Linked DNA regions of Mus musculus: region 2 is linked to region 1. Evidence: chromatin contacts called from public promoter capture Hi-C data. All regions are on one chromosome and are shown on one strand. The core of a region is the stretch at or near the end of the contact, and the rest is flanking DNA. Distances in the headings are between cores, read along the strand shown.

What was found. Promoter capture Hi-C pulls out the DNA fragments that hold promoters and counts their contacts.
Region 2: a contact with region 1 is called in a promoter capture Hi-C map of pre-B cells, with 4 times the contacts expected there. The contact joins the promoter of Ppp4r4 here to the promoter of Prima1 in region 1. A contact is called at or near these places in 2 of 39 promoter capture datasets (the C10 cell line and pre-B cells), 1 of 484 Hi-C or Micro-C datasets (embryonic stem cells) and 1 of 9 other capture datasets (liver).

Annotation. Positions count from the first base shown.
Region 1 is chr12:103,240,289-103,243,441 of GRCm38.p6, forward strand. Prima1 (proline rich membrane anchor 1) reads right to left here and starts at 1,858. Exons shown (of 5, transcript NM_133364.2): 1 at 1,787-1,858; 2 at 1,052-1,174. The coding sequence starts at 1,144.
Region 2 is chr12:103,530,902-103,533,933 of GRCm38.p6, forward strand. It overlaps Ppp4r4 (protein phosphatase 4, regulatory subunit 4), which reads left to right and starts at 1,664. Exons shown (of 25, transcript NM_028980.3): 1 at 1,664-1,841. The coding sequence starts at 1,719.

The sequences.
Region 1 (3,153 bases), core at 608-3,107:
TGGGAAGACAGAGAACTAGGCACCTGGGTACACAGACAGGTGAACTCTGCAATGGGGCTCAGCTAGAAGTTGAACAAAAGGACCTTGTCTCAATGGTCCAAGTGTTGAGAAATGACATCCCCGATTCCCGAGAACACACAGTACATTTAAATAACACAATCATAAGCCAGAGGCTGGCCAGAGCAGAGAAAGTAGAAACCTTGGCCTGAGCTAATGGTGGGATGCCTCTAGAGAGTCATGGAAGCCAGGGAGTGTCTCTGCCCAGTGGATGTAACATCTCACACCCCAGCAACAGCAAGGACAGCTACTAACCATGTTTCCTGGGGTCCAGGTGATGTATCAAGCAAACAAGTACTGGCCCCATAACAAGCAGGAAGGAGAAAACCAGGATCAGACCTTAAGTTTCTTGTTTAGTCACCTTGCTGGTAAAGGACTGGTCAACGGGGGTTTAAGGGCAGGACTAGAGAACATCCCATCCAATCACCTCGAGTAACTGGAGTTAGTGGGGGCTTGGTCTCTGTCCTGAAGACTGGGAGGTCAAAGGTGAGGGTTTGTCCTCCAGCAGTCTTGACAGACTGTGTTTTGCATGAATCGTGGGTCACCATCCACCTCCCCAGCCACCACTTAGAAGAAACACAGCCCTTACCCCAGGTTGGAGACAGTTAGTTGGAAGGCTAATTTGAAGTTTAGGGGTCGAATCTGGTAGGAAACAAGGCACCACTGTGGGATTTTTTTTTTGGGGGGGGGTTGGGTTTTTTTTGGTATTGTTGTTTGTTTGTTTATAAGTTTGTTTCTTTCCATAAAAGCTGCAGTAGAGTTCACTATGAGGTCTTAGCACCTTCCTATATCACGTTCATTCAGTACTGCAGGCCTTAGGCCACAACTGAGACTCTTTGCAAAGTTTCTTATTTTTTTTCAGGGTCAGAGCATGTTATACTTGACCAGTTTTTCTTCCTCCCCAAGTATCCCCAAGACCACTCAGTAGGTGGCTGTAGGGGGAGCTCTGAAGTGACCCTACCCCCTTCCCAGGAGGCCTCTGCCCGCTTCTCACCTGAACTAAACCCCAGAGTGGGTGCAGCGCACAGTGCAGCAGAAGTGAGGGCCAGCAGCAGCCATGGCGCAGCACCAGGTCCCGGAGTAGCATCTCGGCCTGCGGCGCCCACTGGTGAGCTAACTGTCAAGGGAGCAAGGCTTGAGTCAGGTGGACACTGCATAAACCATAGCACCAATTCAAGAACCAACTCGATGAGGACTCACTTGCCCCGCACTTTGGGGCACCTGCGCAAAGCAAGTCTTCATCTTCCTTCCAGTGCGCACACACTTGCTGACTCTCGGTGCTTCCCAGAACTCACACCTACCTATCCTGGAGCACACCCCCTCCCCTTCAGAATACCGCATGCACACCTTGATCCCGTGCACACCCCCAGAAACATCCAAACACACTTATTGAACCTCATACAAACCCAGAAACGGCCATGCACAACTCTGACTAGGAGTACGCTTCAAACCCAGAGTGAATCACTCACTCTGCGCGCGCACGCACTGTGACCCCCATGCACCGCCACCGACTCCCGTCCGCACACTTGACTCTGCTTGCACAGTACCACCAAATCACTCGCTGCATGTAGTCTTTCTGCCCCAGGGACTTCAGTGCGCACACTGTCTCATAGGCACCTCCGTACGTGCCCCCATTTGCCGCCCAAACCCCAGCTCCTGTTCCCGGGCAGGCGTAGGTTTTCCTGCACGCCCCCATCACCGCCCGCACCCCTCCGATGCCTCACGCCACCTTGCCTGGTGGCGACCCCCACCGATCGTCGACACGGAGAAGGGAGGTCAGGGTTGCCCCCACAGCAGCTCTGCTCTCAGCAGCCGGACGGCCCCCATTTAAAGCCAGCCGCCTCCCCAGTCCCCCGCCCTCTAGGCGGGGCCTCTAAGCTCACCCTGGCGGCTGCGCGCGCGCTCGGGGGCTTCACTTGCAGAGGACGAGCGCGGGGCGCTGGAGCAAAAGTTTGCGCGCTGCTTGGGCCTCCAGGGCAGCTGATCTGGGAGACCGGGGCGCGGCGCACTCGCACGGAGCTCCAGGCTCCGCTTGGCCGCGCGCGGGCCGGGAAAGGCGGCCACTTCCGAGGTCGGGCAGCCCAGGCAGAGGGTGGGGAAAGTGTCCTCGGGTCCTCCGCGAGCGGGCCGCAGGAGTCCTCCTTCAGCCCAGCCACGGGTCCCTGCGCCGCCCCGGTCCCCGCCCTTCCTGGTGGCGCCGAGCGGCTGCCCGGGGCGCAGGGTGCCCGGGGCCCGCGGGAGGCAGCGGGCGAGAGGCGCCGGCCCGGAGCACCCGCTCCGGCAGCAGGGCCGCGGGCGGAGGCGAAATAAATAATGCACGAAAAAGGAAAACAGACGTGAGCGGAGCCAGAGCCTCGCCCGCCTCCCTCCCGGGCTGCACTCCCGCCCGCGCTCCCCGCTGCCGCGGCCGCCAGCGCCGCTGCAGTGATTCCTCGTCTCCATCTAGCGAGGCTATTGTGTATTGGGCGCTTAATAATTTATTTATTCACCCTAGAGGCCGAGGACTCCCAGTGACAGTGGCAACCTGCTTCTGCTTGCCCTTCCCTCAAGTTCATCCCCCAGGCTGCGGGAAGGTGGTAGTAAGGTCTGACTAGTGGGGACCCCGTCTGTACACTATCATAGCGGCGCCCCCTTTCCCCTGTGTGTGCTGAGCTAGGATGGTGCTGGCTAGCCCTCCAAAGCAATGTGCCTGACCTCCCTCCATTTGGCAATCATGACCTCGGGACCTCTCTATTAACTCCGCTGTGTCTTAGGGGGAGTTGTGACATTTCAGGGAAAGCCTTCTCCCCAGGACTTTTCCTCCACTATCCACAAACTCCTGTTTGATGCAAGATTATCAACAAGTCGGTTCTTCAGGAAGGAGCTGGTTGCATCTCGTTCAAACAAGCTGCATGCTGCTCCTTCCTACAGGAGCCTTCCCAGGCGCCACGCAGGCGCCCTGCTCATCTGGTGATAGCGCTTTATTAAATGCTCTGATTGATGTTCCCTGGAGGTGGGGGTGTGACCATTCCAGTCAAAGTCGCAAAGAGCTGGGCAATTCTGCCTGGGGTTAGGTAAGAGAACCGGAGGCTTATAACCGAGGGTAGATACCACAGC
Region 2 (3,032 bases), core at 414-2,913, 290 kb after region 1:
GAAGGGCAGGCAGCCCCTGGGCTGGGGAGTTCAGGGTAGAGGGCAGAGTGTGCTAGCCATACCCTCTAACAGGCAGGGAATGAGGGATGCTAGGAGAACCTGGAGACCAGGTCCGATTGGATGTATCAAATAGGCACCTTGGCCCTTTGTCCTGGCTTTGAGAGCTAATGGTTTGTTTCATGAAGAAGCCAGAGGAAGCTATCCAGTGTCTTGCCCTGCTTTTCTCCGTCATGGTAGGGTCTCTCATGGAAGTGGAAGGCAGATTGCAAGCTCTTGGGGTCCTTTTGTCTTCAGCCCCCACGTGTGGGGGTTACAGGCTCATGCTGGCTTTTTAAAAATTATTATTATTAAATGTGGGTGCTAGGATCTGAATTCATTTCTTTAGAACTGCCCAGCAAGTGTTCTTACTCTTTGAGACATCATGTGTGTGGTGTGTGTGTGTGCATGCCTGTAAGATGGAGTGAGTGTGGAGGTCATTGGACAACTTGTAAGACTCAGTCCCTTCTTTCACTGTGTCCAATGGATGGAACTGAGTGTCAGGTGTGGCACTTTTACCTATGTAAATGGCTGTGCACGTCTGCGTATTGTCAGGCGGTCAAAAGAGGGCCCTGGAATTGGACTTTCAGGGGTTTACTAGTCCCTACAGTAGCGCTAGGTATAGAAACTGTGTCTTCTGGAAGAGGAGCCAGTGTTTTTAACAACTGGGTCATCTCTCCAACCCTTCCCTGTCTTATTTTGACTAGAACCAAATGTAAGCGAGTTGAATCAATGTGCTCCCCTAGAGCAAGAGCAAGGTAGTGCTCCACCGAGGTCTTACACATCTCTTTCTACCCACTGTGCTAAGCACTACCTCCCAGTTCTCTAAGAAGAGCTGCACTCATCATGGCCCAAGTTTTATCCGAAAGGGCTGGCTGTAACCTCTCTTAGTAAATCCTTATTGATTTTTCAGGATTCAGTATAGGTCTTTTTTTTTTTTTTTTTTTTTTTTAAAGAAGGCATTTTGGGACATTTTCCTTCTTCCAACGTCAGGACTGCAGAACTGTATTCGCATATACCTGTCTCCTATCCTCAGGCACACACTAGGCACTAAACCAGCTTGATTTGGCCACTCGAGGGTCCCTAGGCCGGGAGTTGAGTTAGCAGGGGCTTGTCTACACCAGAAGCAGGCCAGCAGAGCAGCCACCAAATAACCAGAAAGTCACTCTCACAGGTGCAGAGGAGCCCAGCACACTGCACACTTCCCCCGCTTCACTCTCATTGGCTCAGCCTGCCCGCGCCCATTTCCCGCCCCCGGCCCGCCTCCTGGCCGCCTGGGGACGCGGAGAGCTCTGCGCACGCGCCGAGGGGCGGGGCTCGCCCCATAAGGGTGGGGCGGGGGCCCAGGGAGCCGGACCAGGGAGCGTCGTTGCGCGGCAGTTGCGTCCTACCTCGCGCGCAGACCCCGGGCGGGGGCGGGGCCGAGGCGGCCGCTGAGGCGGCTCCCTGTTCTGGTCCCGCCCCCTCCACCCGCCCCGCCCCCTCCACCCGCCCCGCCCCCTCGGTGCGCTGCTCTCCGGCTCCCGCCGCGCTCGTGTTCTCGTCGCCTGCGGCCTCTTGCTCTGCTTCCCCGCGGCCGAGAGCGGGACCAGAGAGTCCTTCTGGTGGGCGGCGCGGGGCTGCGCGCGTCCGGCATCCCGGGGCCGCTCGGGCGGGCCGGCGAGGGAGCCCCTCGGCGGTCCATGCATCCGCCGCCGCCCGACGCCGGCGTCGCGATGGATTTCGGGCAGAACAGCCTGTTTGGCTACATGGAGGACCTGCAGGAGCTCACCATCATCGAGAGGCCGGTCCGCCGGAGCCTCAAGGTGCGCGGGACCGAGAGACGCTCCCCTCAGGGCTGCCCGCCGTCCGACTGCCCCTCGGCGCTCCAGCGCCAGTCGCCCTGTCACCGCAGCCGCTTCAGAGCTTCATTCCCTGCCGCAGCCAAGGGTCGGCCTGTCCCTGACCCCTGACTGGAACCAGTCCCTTACCCTGGCTAGAGCTAGCCCTGCCTCCTGACTGAGGCTAGTCCCTTCCTCTGACTGGAGCCGGCTGGGTCCCTTGACTACGGCCAGCCCAGTCTCCGAACTGAAATCAACCTGCCCCTGACTAACTGGAATCAGCCGGGCCCCCCCGACTTGGTCCCCCGACTGCGGCCAGCCCTGCGCCCCACCCGGCTCCGGCCTCCCCCAGGAACGGCCAAGCCGCTGTTCTCGGGGCCAGCCTCCGCAGCCAGCTCCTCAGCCCGTGGTGCTGTCCCAGGTTCTGGTCGCTGGCCCATCCTGGGTTTCACACAGCCCTAGTTCCATCTCTCGCCCGGACGTCTCAGGTCCCATCCTTTCACGGTCCTACCCCCACCTCTGCATAAGATCAAGCTTGGGTCTCCCCGTGCAGCATGGCCTCCTTCACCTTCCAAGGAGAGGCACCCTTCCCAGAGTCGCCCTAGTTTAGGGTTTGAAAGCTTCTCCTCAACCCTTGCCTCCCATCCTGAGTCACCATGCATCCTTTTCCTCCCAGGTCCTCCAGGACTGTAGGCGGGACCCTGCTCCCCAGCCCCCTTGAGGGGAGTCAACCTTCTGTTTCCCCCCCTACCTCGCTCCCCAACCCCGCAGAGTCATCTTTCCAGCCTTGTGGGGTTTCAACCCTCATCCTCACAGATGACAAACCTAGTTTATGGGCCCCTTCCCTACCCTTCTTGCCAGTTCTTCATTACCTTTCTAGAGCCTTTGATTTTCTTTCCGTCTGAGTTCATTCGGTTCCCAACAGGAGCTACAAAGCTTGTCCTTTCTGTTTTATTCAACTCCCCTTTAAAGCATTTCCCAGTGTGGAAAATGTTGTAGCGGCTTGGGGTACTGCGTTGAAGACAAAAAAATATGTGAATATATAGGTAAATATGTTCACATGTGGTATGTATGTGTAATGAAGTTGATTCCATTGAGGTCCTACAGTCTATAAGGCAGAAGAGTACAGATAGTCCCCCCTCTCAGCACTCAACTGGAGATCTGTGTTTAATATGG